2 separate regions of the Sus scrofa genome follow, and region 2 is linked to region 1. Evidence: chromatin contacts called from public HiChIP or PLAC-seq data. All regions are on one chromosome and are shown on one strand. The core of a region is the stretch at or near the end of the contact, and the rest is flanking DNA. Distances in the headings are between cores, read along the strand shown.

Region 1 (7,594 bases), core at 1,373-3,872:
TTCTGCAAAGTGGAGGCTCTGTGGTGGGGGCAGCATCAATCCGAGATGCTGGTTTCAGCTGCAGGGAGGGGCCGCTGTCCCTGCTTTGGCCCCTCGAGTCCCCCTGTCCAGCCAAGCACCATCTGAGCCTAGGCCCTCATGGAGAGGTCAGGGCAACGGCTCAGGTTCTTCTGCAGCCCCAGGCAGTCTAAGGTAAGAGCCATAGGCCGCTCCTGCCTTCCCTCTTCTTGGGGATCCCAAGATGGATGGGGGAAGGGAGATACTCCATTTACAGAGAGCCCCTGAAACTCTTGGACCCTGAGCAGGGATGCTATAACAGGAGCCCCGCCAAAGAGGAAAGTTAAGAGTTACTCCCTTCCCACTATTTTCTGTTTTTAGCTGAGCAGAAAGCGAGAGCTTTCATTGAACTGGACCCATGTTAGGTGATAACAGGTGAGGTCACATGCCAAGTTGATGGGGTGGAACCAGGCTCCCCCAGGAAGGACCACACCAACTGGACAGGCTCTCTCCCAGACAAGGGGAGAGAGGAACAGAGTGAACTGCAGTTATCACAGGAGGACTTCCTGGAAGAAGAGGGGCAGGTCACAGGAGGCTCCCAGAGGAGGTGGTCTGCAGAACAAACGGGCTGAGTCATGCCGGCTGGCACAAGACACTGGCATCCTCGCTGTGGTCACAGTTGTGAGCATCCCAGCGGATGTGTGAGCAGAGCAGCAAGGCACTCTCGTCCCCACGGCACTTGACATTGTCCAGGAGGATAGGGCCTCGTCCTGGGCCGAAGTGGGCCTCACCAGGGGCTGCCAGGGCCTGGCCGCAGCCCAGCTGGCGACATAGGACACCGGCTGCCCGCAGGTCCCAAGCGTCATCGCAAACAGTGCCCCAGCGCTGTCCTAGGAAGAGCTCTACACGCCCCTCGCATCGATGGGCTCCGTTGGCCAGACGTAGATGCCCTGTGGGAGGAGAAGGCTTGGGGCTAGAAGGGGCTGGCCCAAGCCAGACCACTCCCAAGCGAGGCCAGGGGACGGGTAGATAGAGGAGGCAGAAGGCCGTGGTTTGGGAGGGTGCTGCCCTGGGAGCCACTGGAGGAGGGCAGACAAATGAGATTAAAATAGTATGGGCATCAGGCCAGACCTAATCTTCAGACCAGGAGAATGCGTACAGGCTTTTGTGGGGCGCTCTGTGCCGGCGGGGAGCTTTATGTCTGCTCTTTTCTTGGTTCTTTGGTCACAATCCCAATACCTCGGCCCCAGGGCTGCTCCCTATAAACTGTGATCCCCTGAAGGTCATCATCTCCTTTCCCCCCTGGACTCTGACTTCTTTCACTGCTCTCCTCAGGACAGGAGCCCCATCCTCTCATTTTGGTCCCAACTCTAGAAATCTCTAGGTTGCTATAGCTTAAAACCTACCTCCATTATTCTGGATAGCCCATCTCTATTAACGAGGCCTTAGACTAGCACGAACAAAAATTCCGGGATCTGGTGCAACTCTGCTGTGTGACCCCAGGCTGCGACCTCCCTCTAATTCTGGTTCTTCCTATCCTGCTGCCTTCAGCCTCACTCTTAGGGACTGTGGGCACCTACCGTCCCTGGGCCGAGGAGTGGGTACCCGGGTGGTCTCAGAACCATCCTGTTGGACTAGTTCCTCTGGGCCTGGCTCAGCAAGGACAAAGAAAAAGGTGGTTGTCATATTGTTCCCCAAGCCAGGTCATCTCTTACCTTCCAAGAGAAACCTGATCTAGGGTCAGGGAGCACTTCACAGGTCCCTGCTCCTTGGAAAAGAAATAGGGGTTGTGCTTTTCATCCTGGGAACTAAAGCAGAATCCTTTGTAGCCTAGCCTTTTGTGGCCAAGGCTACCAGAGCACCAAACAACGGTGAAAAATATCAATTCCTACACCAATCAATGAAGAGATGCATTCTTAAATGTCAGACTTTGCAAACACCCCTTTTCCATGGACTCCTCCCAAAGGTCAGAGCTGATCAATTCTCTCTGCCAGCTAGAGCTTTCTGGGTCCCGACGCCGCAGAGCAAATGCGCCCGGGCTACGCCCTTCATAGCCTCTTCCACGCTTGATCCCAGGACTCGGTCCCTCAGCTCGAGCCCCGCCCTTCGCTGCCGCAGAGGGCGCTCCCTTCCCGGCCCCGCCCTTGCCGCGCAGCCGCAGAGAGCGTCCGTGGTGGGCTCCGTCTCTCTCTGCGGAGTGTGAGTCCTTCCCGGCTCACGCCGCAGTGCCGCAGAGAGCCTTACGCATGGCCCCGCCCATTTCCCCAACAGATCCCCGCCCCGCCCGCGCCGCGGCGCGTGCTGACGCGCGGCCCCGCCCATTCCTCAGGGTCCGCCTCTTCACGCCGGCGCCGCAGAACACGCCTGCGCAAGGCCCCGCCCATTCCTCAGACGGAGCTCTGCCCCGCCCCCGCCGCAGCGAGTTCGCGGTCCTACCGCCGCCTCACCTGAGCAGAGCGCGCCAGCATCCTCGTGGTGGCCACAGTTGTGCTGGCCCCAGCCCAGGTGGAAGCAGTCGCTTAGGCGGGCTTCGGTGCCGGCGCAACCCACGTTGTCCAGCAGCACCGGGCCGCGGCCGTAGCCGAAGTGGCCGAGGCCCGTGGCACCCAGGGCCGGCCCGCAGCCTGCCTCTCGGCAGGCCACGCGCGCGTCCGCGAAGTCCCAGTCATCGTCGCACACGGTACCCCAGCCCCCGGCGTACAGCACCTCCACGCGGCCGCGGCACGGGCCCGGGCCGCCCACCAGCCGCAGCCGCCCGCCTGCGGGGCGCACAGGCCCGCGGCCAGAGGGGCTGGACTGGGGCTGCCGGTTCCAGGCGGAGCCCTGGCCCCACCCTCTCCCACCCCCGCCACAACCTGGGTTCTGCCACTTACTTTTCTTCCCCGCGGCCCAGGCGGCTGTGGTGAACATTGCTGGCTCCCTAGAAGGCAGGGCACCAACTCCTGTAGCTGCGGAGACAGGGCATCTAGAGCTCTTGTGGGGGACAGGGAGGCCTTCTGACATGCCTCAACTGTACCACACCTGCACCCTGCCCTCAGCCTCAGTCCTAGAGTCACCATGTTGTCAGCTCTGATGGGGTCCTTAGGAAGCTTGAGGGAAATGAACGGAATCCTATTTCCAGGCATTACCCTAATTTCAATCCCAATGATAGTTCCAGCCCTAATTCCAAAATGTACTTCTCTCCTTCAGTTTTTTATCTCAGCTCTCACAAGGCCTCTTTCAGTTTCCAACCTGAGCACCAATCCACATTTTATTTCAGAGCTTTGAAGAAATCTCTTACTGGCTCCTCCCTCCCCGCTGAACTTTTCAGAGCTCTAGATTTCATCCTTTTTGCTCCATCTACACACCAGTTCTCTTACCCCCCTCTTTACCATCTGGCCAAAAGCCATGGCCTGCTGGCCCAGGCCTCCTCCCCATGGATCCAGAACAGCCTTCCCAGTTCCCAGCCCTGCCCACCTCGCCCCTCCCATTCCAGCTTGGAGGGCTGGGTTCCTTACCCTCTGGCTCTGTGTGCCAGGCCCAGGCCCCTCTTGTGGCCAAGGATAGTGGTGCTGTGAGAGTCGGGCGGCCCAGGACTAGAGCAGGAGAGAAGGTAGCAGGGTCAGAGGCCAAGGTCCTGGTTCCTGATCAGCCTTGGGCTATCAGAAAGAATACTACAGTCTCCTTGGAGAAGACAACAGGTTTTAGTTCCAGAGCTGGGGGCTCAGCCCCAGGAAGGGTCCAAAGAGGTCTGCCCCACTTTGCCAGTTCTTGTCATTTATTTGTGCTGCCAACATGCACATGTCAGTTTATACAGGACTTTCACAGCTGGGCTTTCATTTCTCTCCAGTGTTCTCAGAAACCCACTATGTGTCCAAGGAGGGGCGGTAAAGAAGGCCTTGCCCACCAGGGAGGGCCATGCATAGTCGTAAGGGACTTGCAGAGCAAAACTCATTACCCCATCTTACAGATAAAATAACACTAGCATGGGAAGGGGCATGCCCAAGACCATGCACACAGCAAGGTTAGCTGAGGGTTTTCCAGGGCTTGCTGTGTGGTAAGGCTCTGCCTCATTGAGCTTCAGCTTTCTCATCTGTAAAATGGAATAATGGCCCCTGGTTTGCTGTGAGGCATGAGCAAGCACTTCATACCTGGTAGAGTGGAGTCCATTTGTGAAATGCCATTATTCGTCTCAGTATTCCTATTCCCAAAAAACCTCTCAAAATGGGAGAGAGGCCAGGTGAGGAAAAACACTATACATATGTGTGTGTGTGTATGTGTGTATTTTTTTTTTAGGGCCACTCCCATGGGGCATATGGAAGTTCCCAGGCTAGGGGTCGAATTGGAGCTGTAGCCGCTGGTCTACACCACAGCCACAGCAACGCCAGATCCGAGCAGTGTCTGCGACCTATACCACAGCTCATGGCAACGCAATGCAACACCAGATCATTAACCCACTGAGTGAGGCCAGGGATGGAACCTCCATCCTCATGGATACTCACTAGTTGGGTTCGTTAACCGCTGAGCCACAGAGGGAACCTCAGGAAACATACTATTAACAGAGTATCAACCACAACAACAAATTTTAAGAAAACAGTTCTAAAAGCAACTAGTGTGCCAAATTTTCACATCTGTTCACCCTCACCTAAATAAATAAATAACTCATTCTGAGATCTTAAAAAAAGGAGAATTCTGGGGACATACCTGGGTTACAGTGGAAGAAATCTGGAGTACCTCTGGAGCGATTCTAGATTCTAGAGTACTATTACTTTACTCTGAAGTTATTTTGTTGTTTTTTTTTTTTTGTCTTTTTGTTGTTGTTGTTGCCATTTCTTGGGCCGCTCCCGCGGCATATGGAGGTTCCCAGGCTAGGGGTCCAATCGGAGCTGTAGTCACCAGCCTACGCCAGAGCCACAGCAATGTGGGATCCGAGCCGTGTCTGCAACCTACACCACAGCTCACGGCAATGCCGGATCCTTAACCCACTGAGCAAGGGCAGGGACCGAACCCGCAACCTCATGGTTCCTAGTCGGATTCGTTAACCACTGCGCCACGACGGGAACTCCTCTGAAATTATTTTGTAACAGCACTTAGAAGGTGCTAGAAAATTCCGGAGGCAGGGATTTTGGAGTACTGTTAGATAATTCTGGAGTATTGATGGGGTAACACAGCAGCATTACATAGAAGTGGAGTCTACCACAGAGGCTGCTAAAATTTTCTGAGGTACTGTTAGAGCAGCAATGAGAAACTAAAACTAATCGCACATCCGTGGAGAGCTCAGGGAAGCACCACACTTCAAGCCGGTTCCCGCTCCGCTTCCTCCTCCTGAATCAGGCCCCGCCCCCGCCCTCCCCCCGGGCCCCACCCCCCGCCCTCCCCCCGGGCCCCACCCCCCGCCCTCCCCCCGGGCCCCACCCCTGGAGCCCGCACCTGCGCAGAGCGCGCCGGCGTCCTCGTGGTGGCCGCAGTTGTGCACGCCCCAGCCCAAGCTCAGGCAGGCTGCCAGACGGGGCTCGCCTCCTTCGCAGTGCACGTTGTCCAATAAGATGTGCCCCGTGCCGTAGCCGAAGAAGGCGTTGGTGGTGGCTGCCAGGGCCGCCCCGCAGCCCAGCTGGCGGCAGACCACGGCAGCGTCCGGCAGCCCCCAGTCATCGTCACACACCGTGCCCCACAGGCCACCGTGCAGGATCTCCACTCGGCCCTGACACGGGCCCACGCCCCCCACCAGGCGCACGCTGCCCTCACCTGGTGACAAAGGTAGGGGGATGTGGAGGCAGGGAGCATCTCCCACAGGGCTTTGCTGCCTCTTCCCTCCAAAAGTGCACACATCCCAATGCTCTTCCACAATGCCCGGGCCCTCGGTATAGCCACCGTGCACGGTGTCCCAGGACCTAAAACCCAGGAGGAGCTGCTCATCCACTCACTTGCAAATCACTGCCTCCTCACAATCTAGATTGGGAGCGCTTTGCGGCATCTGAGAACAGAGCCCTGTGACTGTCACTTCCTGCCTAAAAGCAGTCCTCCCTTCCCTTATCCACACTCTCCTAACCATCCAGGATGTGCTGCTTCCTCCTTGATTACTGCAGTGAAAGCCTTCTGTCCTTCCCAGGTACAGCACCAACAACTCTTCCTCCAGAAAGCCCTCCCTCCCCGGTCTCTGGTGAATGGGACCCTCTTCCTCCTCTGACATCTTTGCCTTTTTATCTGCCCTTTTTAAAATTTTTTGTTGTTGTTGCCTTGCGGGCCTGTGGAGTTCCCAGGCCAGGGATCAGATCCAAGCCGCAGCTGAGACCTAAGCTGAAGCTGCATCAGTGCCAGGTCCTTAACCCACCATGGGATGGAACAAGCATCTCAGTGCTCCCAAGATTCTGTTGCACCAACCGGGGGGAACTATCTGTCCTTCTTTAAGGGAATTTTCACTTTCTTGTTCTACATCATATCAACTGTCGCATTACATTGGGCATCAGCCTCCACCTCTTATTTTCTCCAATCTTGTGCTATTTTTATTATCCCCATAGAATGAATCCTCTTTCCGAATCCAGACAGTGAGTGGCCTGAGGGGGTGCAGGGGACAGGGTGGGGAGGGGGAATGACCAAACTCGCCCATCAGTCATCCCTCTTTGCCCACTGCCTAAGGTCGGGTATGGGAGAGTCCCCCCTGGATCCCTCTCCTAAGACCTAGGGGGTCCCCCACGTTGCCTTACTTACCGTTTCCGTTCTGGGGAGTTGTAGGAGGTGCCCTACTGGTTAACGCTTTCCTTGTTGGGGGCTGCGTGGGCAAGAATTCTGGGAAAGAACAGGGTGGAAGGGAGGAGAATGTGGATTTCTCTGTTCTTCATCCTCACACACTCAGATGTGTGGGGGCGGGGCATGGACCCCTAGGTACCCGCCCTCAGCGCCTCTGAGCACCCGAAGGGTCAAAGCTGGGAACTGTGGGGTATGAGGGGAGGAAGGGCCACCTGAGTCCTGAAAGCAGTTGCTTTAGAGGATTCCTTCTAGTTCTTAGTTCTTTTTTCTTTTCTTTCTTTTTTTTGGGGCCACACCCATGGCATATGGAAATTCCCAGGCCAGAGACTGAACCCATGCCACAGCAATGACCCGAGTCACAGCAGTGACAATGCCGGAAACTTAACCTGCTGAGCCACCAGGAGACTCCCAATTCTTTTAGTTCTTAAAGCAGTATTACATCACTTGGGAACTTAGAAATGCAAACTCTTGGGCTCCGTTCCAGACCGGCACAACCAGAAACTCCAGGATGGGGCCACGGTCTGTGTTTTTTTTTTTTTTTTGTCTTTTTTCCATTCTTGGGCCGCTCCCACGGCATATGGAGGTTCCCAGGCTAGGGGTCGAATTGGAGCTGAGCTGCCAGCCTACGCCAGAGTCACAGCAACGTGGGATCCCAGCTGCGTCTGGGACCCACACCACAGTTCACGGCAACACCGGACCCTTAACTCACTGAGCGAGGCCAGGGACGGAACCCGCAACCTCATGGTTCCTAGTCAGATTCGTTAACCACTGCGCCATGACGGGAACTCCCACAGTCTGTGTTTTAATGAGCCCTCCAGCTCCTTTTCTTGAAAACCAGAACTGCTGCTCTCAATGTCAAAACCTCTCAGAG
Region 2 (7,594 bases), core at 3,650-6,149, 45 kb before region 1:
CAACCCATCCGAACGAGTGCCACTGAGGTACAGTGGGGAAGACTCAAGTGGAACGAGAAGGGGCAGCCCAATTCCTGAGGAAGGAGCTGCGGCAGCTTAAAAATCAGGATTTCTCTGAAAATATCAACATAATAAATGACATACAGACCTGAATTTTCTCTATTTTTGTGGTGTTTAATGTTTCTATTAAAGTGATTAATAATTTTTGTGGTGGGTTTAAGTTAAGAAGAAGGGACCAAAAAAAATCCCACAGCCACCTGCCAAGCACCTGTTAACCAAAACCTAAAGTAGCTCTGATTCTCCTCAGGCAAGCCTTCCGGCCTAGGAGAGAGAGAACAGCAAAACCAACCTGGATAAGGCTGAATAAGGACGTACAAGCCACAGTAAAGAAAAATACACAATCAATGGCTTGATGTTACATATGGCTGTAATGTAGAAATACTGTAAACTGCAATTTAGTGTTAATACTGTCAACCAATCAGGAACTTCTGAAAACTGGCAACGCCTAACCCATAAGGATAAATATACCTTATGTTCTAAGTCTATCAGCTTGGGATTTAAACTATTCCATGTCTGGTAGAGTACACCCTGAAAAAAAAATGCACAGCTAAAACAGATGAGACAGAAAGTACCCAAAACTTAAGACAAGAGCATATGTACATAAAAATCCTTACTGGAACCACAGAACTTATTGAATGAGGGCCATTCCATTTAAGTTTTCAATTCATCTTTAAACCCTATGTTCTAGCAATAAGTTAAATTAAAGACAGCTCCACTTGCATTAATCTACAGAACAGTCCATAAGCCAGTGTGAGGCTGCTATTCCAATACCAGCACAGCTAGCCTGACTTTCCACTAGTGGTATTTTGGCAAAAATGTCAAAGAGGCGATCAAAGACAGGACAGGTCGTGGGTTTCTCCCTAGGAAGGTCATCCCTCCCTTTCCCTCCCCCACCCGACCCCCAACTCATGGGAAAAAATAAAGACTGCAGTAGTAGCATCAGCGTGCGCTGCCAGTCCACCTGGGGCCTTAATTGTTGCCTTCTCCACCGTCGTCGTCTTGCTGATCGCTTGTCCAGAGCGTGAGGTTGTCGCGGAGGAGCTGCATGATGAGCGTGGAGTCCTTGTAGGAGTCCTCGTTGAGGGTGTCAAGCTCGGCGATGGCGTCATCGAAAGCGGTCTTGGCCAAGTGGCAGGCTTGCTCCGGGGCGTTCTGGATCTCATAGTAGAAAACGGAGTAGTTAAGGGCCAGGCCTAATCTAATGGGGTGAGTGGGCTGCATGTGCTCCTTGCTGATCTCATGGGCTTCGCTATAGGCCTTCTCAGACGACTCCACGACGGTCGCCCTCTTCTCTCCAGTGGCTACTTCGGCCAGGTAGCGGTAATAGTCCCCTTTCATCTTCAGGTAGAACACTTTGCTCTCATACTGGGTCTCGCTGCAATTCTTGATCAGGTAGTTATCCAGCAGGCTCAGCACATCCTGACATACGGCCTCCAACTCCTTCTCTATTTTTTCACGGTAAGCACGGACCATCTCTATCTTCTTCTCATTGCCATCTGCAGAGGTCTTCTGCTCAATGCTACTAATGACCCTCCAGGAAGAACGGCGCGCCCCGACTACATTCTTGTAAGCCACAGAGAGAAGGTTTCTTTCTTCATTGGACAGTGGCTCATTCAGCTCTGTCACCTATTAAGGAGGAAAGAAGACAGAGTTGTTACGGTACAGATGATGTCAGCTGGATTAATCACTTCTTTATGCCGCTAAAACATCAGCTGCTAAGGTCATTAACAGTCAGAGAAGTTAGGCCGTGCAGCTCTATGGAAGGGGGACGGAGGTGGGACGAGCAACAACCAAGGAAAAAAAACTGCAGCTGGATCACTGGTGCCTCAACTCCTGCTTCCTTCCTAGAAAAGGACACACACACGTGTCACGTAGCTCTCCCGTAAGATGACAAACCAAATCTCGATCTACATTACAAAAGGTCAACAGCTCTCATGCAACATTACATAGATACCAATCCTCAGGACTTTAACTAGAGATGGCTTCCATACAGCATCAGTTTTTTAAAGAAAATGGAATAACAGCTTCTAAGCTTGACCTGCCAAATTTCAGTCCCAGCCCTCTGGATGAGAGTATCTTGCATGCTGGGTGAGAATATATCGAGTCAACTTCAAAGTTGACTTTTGAGAAACAAAGAAACTTTTCTGTTCTTACGTTAGTATAAACTAGAGTTCCTGCTGTGGTGCAGTGGGGTCAGTGCCGTGTCTGCAGCACCAGGATGCAGATGCAGGCTCAATCCCCGGGCCTGGCACAGTGGGTTAAAGGATCCCACCTCCCGCAGCTGCAGCGTAGGTCACAACTGCAGCTCAGATTTGATCCCTGGCCTGAGAATTCCATGTGCCACTGGGTGGCCGAAAAAGCAAAAAGGATAATATAAATTACAAACCTCAGAAAGAAAGTAAAAATTGGGGGCATGGGATTGACTCTATAATTACTGAGATATTTGCAACTCAGAGAATAAATACTTGAATACAATTAGCAAAAAGATGGAGAGGTGAGCAAAAAAAGCACTTCTGAGTTGAGGAGACCAATAGGAATGAATGCTTCTTTTTTTTCCCTTTTTATTTTTTTCTGTTATAGTTGATTTATAATGTTCTGTCAATTTCTGCTGTACAGCAAAGTGACCCATTCATACAGATATGAATGCTTCTTTCCATTGTACTTATTTATTTTTCTTGGCCATGCTTGCAACATGTGGAAGTTCCCAAGCCAGGAATCAAACTCTCACCACAGCAGAGACCTGAGCCACTGCCATGACAATGCCAGGTATGCAATCCGCTGTGCGGCAAGGGAAGTCCCAATGACTAAGAGCTTTGAGGAAAATTAAGCAACATACACCAATATTCCGTATTTTTATGACTACCAATCAACTACATATAGGAAATGGAATCAAGTGACTAAAGTTATTTATTTAATTTATATTACCTGATTTCTGTGATGTTAGAGTCATGCACCTTTAGACATCTGACAAGGACATGAAATAGAAAGTTTTATAAGAAGGACAGAACTCGGAGTTCCCGTCGTGGCTCAGTGGTTAATGAATCCGACTAGGAGCCATGAGGTTGCAGGTTTGGTCCCTGCCCTTGCTCAGTGGGTTAAGAATCCAGCGTTGCCGTGACCTGTGGTGTAGGTTGCAGACGCGGCTCGGATCCTGCGTTGCTGTGGCTCTGGCGTAGGCCGGTGGCTACAGCTCCGATTAGACCCCTAGCCTGGGAATCTCCATATGCCACAGGAGTGGCCCTAGAAAAGGCAAAAGACGAAAGAAAGAAAAAATAGAAAGAAAAGAAAGAAAAGGAAAGAAAGCAAGCAAGAAAGAAAGCAAGAAAGAAAGAAAGAAAGAGAAAGAGGACAGAACCCTCCCTATCCTGGGGCCACATTTTTATTTGTATGGTTAACTACCATATCTAAATTGGTACAGGCTACGTCAATGGCAACATCAGGAATGCCAGATTATGTGTCTTACAACAGACTAAATGCTTCGCTCACCTCATCTTCTCATGTACTGGTACTTCAGTGGTAACATGGTAACTGCAACAAACTTCATACTTCTGCCCTTTGTTCTTCTGCCTCTGCCTACACTATTTCCCAGTGTTCCCGCCTGCAAACTACTTAACACAGTTGTCAAGAATCAAATGAAACTCATGTCCTCTATGAAATCTTTCCCATTTCTATTCCTCCCACCCCAGTTAAATGGGCTACTCTGTTCTCTGTGTTAGATCAACCACGGCGTCCACATAACATCATATTACTTATAGATGTGAAAGATAGTGGCATATGGAGTTCCCGTCGGGGCTCAGTGGTTAACGAACCCGACTAGTATCCGTGAGGATGCAGGTTGGATCCCTGGCCTCAGTCAGTGGGGTTAAGACCTGTCATTGCTGTGAGCTGTGGTGTAGGTCGCAGATGTGCTTGGATCCCGCGTTGCTGTGGCTGTGGTGTAGGCCGGCAGCTGCAGCTCTGATTAGACCTCTGGCCTGGGAACCTCCATATGCCTTGGGTGTGGCCCTAAAAAGACAAAAGACCAAAAAAAAAGGTAGTGGCATATAATCCAAGAAAAGCTATGCTAACCATCTGGGGAAGGAGGGGTTGGGATACCAAGTGACGTCTATTTAAGGATCATCTACGTTCAGTAGGTGTTCCTCTTTTATAAAGGGGGGGGGTTATGCTGTGAAGGGGTTATGCTCAATTAAACTGGCTGTAAAATTTAAATAGTACCTCTAAGATAAATCAGAATGTAAACCATACTTATTAGTTTACTGAAAGCAATTCACTCTTTGAATGAAATGATCACGCTTTGCTTACAAGGCAAACACCCATGCTGTAACTCTCACAACATCCAGCAAATAATATACATTCAAGTATTTCCTAAGCTTTTAGTGGTTTTTCTTATGCTGACCTTTTACTACACATGTCTGCTTCTCCACTCTAATGCTAGAGAACAGCAGCTCTACCAAAGGAGGCCCAAGTGAAACAGAAGCAGAGTGGGGAACAGGGTTTGGGACTACTGACCTCAGGACAGAGGGAAACCAGAAGTGAGGAGCTTTGTACTCTCTGGGTCCCGCCCGGCCCCCCATGGAAACCCTACTTCCTTTGAACAGAGGCTTATCGCCTCATCTCTGTTTCTCCATACCTTCCAGACCGTGGAGAAAGCATTCCCAGCCTTCAGACCACGTCACTCCTGTTTCTAATGTTTATGCAAATAACCCAGAGGACGAGGGCTTTCCAGTCCCACCCTTTACTAAGTGATCTGGGGGACAAGCCATTGCATCTCTGGGCCTTGGTCTGTATATCTCTGAGACAGATCTCCGTCTCTCTCACGAGGTCACATAAGGGCATGTCAGATGAATGAGAACGTGCCCCCAGCACAGTACTGTGCTACAGAGATGCGAGCAATGACTCTTGAGGATACCCTGAGCAGTTTCTCTACATTTTAACTTTGACCATGGGAGGCCTCTAAACTTAGCATTTCTGAGCTTATCTTCCTGTATCAAGTATCTCTTCTCCATTTCATGCTGTTTTCTAGTCTAAGTTCAAACTTCCTTAGCTACATACGTTACATCACTTCCTTTCCAGAAACTTTACTATGACGTAGCCTGGAATAACTCCCCAGACTGGCTTTCAAACAGGCTGAGGCTTCTGCAGGCCCTGGGCCCGCACACTGCAACGGCAGGACACGAGCCCGTATTCACTGAACGCACAGATAGTGCAGATACTGGAGACTAGTCGCCTCTGGTGTAACCTGATAACTGTCCCCAATGCAAGAAGCTACCGTACCCAAGGCCACTGAGATGGGGTCCTGGCCTTTTCCCCAAATCATGCTGTCCTTATTTCAAGAGCCAGCGACTATTTAAAGCTCGATCGCCTCACCACTACTCTATACCATGAGGTCTCCTCCTGCTGCAAACGCTGGGTGGCAGAGCCCGAAGGCAGCCACTCGTGCTTCTGTAAAGTCTGTCTAGTTGCCCCAGACAAAGCGGAACATGGAGAGGATGAAATGCCACCCTCACCTTTAGATACAGTAACTCAACCACATTTGGAACATGCCCAGATGTTCTGTGCCACTGAAAAACTAAGTTAGAGGGGAAAAGCTTTCATTCTTAAAAAAAAAAAAAAGTCTGCTCAAAGGAAAGAGTTCTCTAAAAACCATAAATCAGACTTTAAAAAAAATCCTTAAGATCAAAATAACTTGTAAGAGTTAATCTGTGATTTTTACATTAAAATAGAGATCCCAACAATACTACTTTCAAAAGTCATCATCTTTCCAGAAGGTCAAAAACATTATTCACATAGCATCCAGAGAGGTTTAACCAATGTGGGAAGATGTGAGCTATGCGTCATTTGGAAAGGAAGGTACTGCTTTACAGCACAGTCACTGATCGAAGAATGCAACACTTAGAAACATGGTACCCCAAATTTACTATCATGGCTATTGGAAAACGTGGACAGTTTATAAATTCTCTAGTGTTTTATGTTCTGCTTAAAAACAAAATTAAGGTTTCTCTTCTCAACCCCTATGATACTAGCTCAAGCGCAAATTTCTTGTGGTGAGTTAAGACAGAGCTGTTGGCAAAAAGTTTAGAAAAATGTGTTATTTCTCACCAACAGTTTAAAAACCAGAACTCCCCAAATCCCAGCTGCTAAGGAATCAGATATTAATTAGTATCAGCTGTTCTCCCCTTGGAGTTGATGAAGAGAAAAACTGTTCTACCTAGATTAGCAACCCTTGAGATTCTTGGAAGTCTATTTAGATGACTTTCCGACCCTGTCTTGGAGCACGAAGTCATTCACAATTCCTTAAACTATCAAGAGGCATAGTCGTAATGAACACAACTTGAAATGTTTAATCTCCCCAAATACAACTTAAATTAAGCTTACTTTATTTAAAAGGTGGGGTGCTTTTGGCTGCACCCGTGGCATGTGAAAATTCCCAGGCCATGGATCAAACGCATGCCACGGCAGTGACAACACTGGATCCTTAACACACAAGGCCACCTGACAACTCCTTAAAATATATTTCTTTTATGCAGAATCTGTACAGAAGTTACAAAGTAAGTTGAGGTGGTAAACTTAAGTTGATTTAAGGAAAGCCAAAAACCTCCAAAAAGAAAGAACTTAAGTTTACATCCAAAAAAACAACATAGAAGGAATGAACAGGTTAAAAGAAAGGATTCTTAGGGCAGTGAAACTATTCTGAATGATATAATGGTGGATACATGTCACCATACACTTGTAAAAATGCATAGAATATGCAACACCAAGACTAAACCTTAAAGTAAGCTATGGATTTGGGTAATAATGACGGGTCAGTGTAGGCCCATCAGTGACAACCCGTGCAACTCCTCTGGGATGCGGATAATGGGGGAGGCGTGGAGATCATTAGAACTCCTGTGCTTTCCCCTGTGAACCAAAAACTGCTCTGAAAAAAGTCTTTAATAAAATGGAGTTCCCTGGTGGCTCAGTGGGTTAAGGATCTGGCACTGACATTGCTGTGGCTTGGGTTACTACTGTGGCGCAGGTTCAATACCTGGCCTGGGAACTTTTGCATGTTTCAGGAGCAGCCAAAAAAAAGCAGACTCTATAGTCATAATATGTGGCCTCACCATGCAGTTTTTGGTCTTCCAATGTTTAGAGTTCTTTCGTCTGAAAGGGCCAAGGGGCCATGGAAAGGGTAAATGCAGTGATTATTATACTTACAGCAAAAATAAAGGAAAAACATGACAAGGTGCAAGACGAGCACTGGTGTCCATGCAATGGACACAGTTACCTATGCACCATGCAGGCAGCAGAATAAATGACTGCAAGTAGATGTGACACTGTCCTGCTTGACTATAATCATGCATGTATTCTACAGAAGACCTACTAATGGCATACTAACTTTCTTGAAAATATAAAATCTTGTCTTGGATATCTGAGCATAATGCCTTAAACTTGAAGTATAGTCTGTGCAGAAGAGGTAACACAACAGGCTTCGGGCGGCTATCTTTAGAAAGGTCTGCTTGCAAAGTGGACTGTTGGCTAGTGTCTCAGAACTTGA

Evidence for each region. HiChIP or PLAC-seq counts read pairs in DNA pulled down with a chosen protein or histone mark.
Region 2: an H3K27ac HiChIP or PLAC-seq map of alveolar macrophages shows a contact between it and region 1. The contact joins two enhancer-like sites. A contact is called at or near these places in 2 of 5 promoter capture datasets (fetal liver and liver), 11 of 47 Hi-C or Micro-C datasets (embryonic fibroblasts, fetal liver, heart right ventricle and 5 more) and 2 of 2 datasets of contacts at active chromatin or transcription factors (alveolar macrophages and skeletal muscle).

What each region holds. Positions count from the first base shown.
Region 1 is chr3:9,966,654-9,974,247 of Sscrofa11.1, reverse strand. It overlaps SSC4D (scavenger receptor cysteine-rich domain-containing group B protein), which reads right to left. Exons shown (of 11, transcript XM_021086292.1): 6 at 6,685-6,762; 7 at 5,407-5,721; 8 at 3,495-3,572; 9 at 2,871-2,945; 10 at 1,578-1,646; 11 at 1-947. The coding sequence ends at 631. Among named protein-coding and RNA genes, the nearest start is that of SSC4D, 9.8 kb to the right of the region's middle. Within about 2 kb of position 2,622, at least 68 of the 83 cell types and tissues checked have an H3K27ac peak or open chromatin away from gene starts, as enhancers often do. A contact at or near this core is called in alveolar macrophages and fetal liver, where this site is marked.
Region 2 is chr3:10,013,991-10,021,584 of Sscrofa11.1, reverse strand. YWHAG (14-3-3 protein gamma) reads right to left here. Exons shown (of 3, transcript XM_005661962.3): 2 at 1,022-1,686. The coding sequence ends at 1,030. Among named protein-coding and RNA genes, the nearest start is that of HSPB1, 22 kb to the left of the region's middle. Within about 2 kb of position 4,899, at least 6 of the 83 cell types and tissues checked have an H3K27ac peak or open chromatin away from gene starts, as enhancers often do. A contact at or near this core is called in alveolar macrophages and fetal liver, where this site is marked.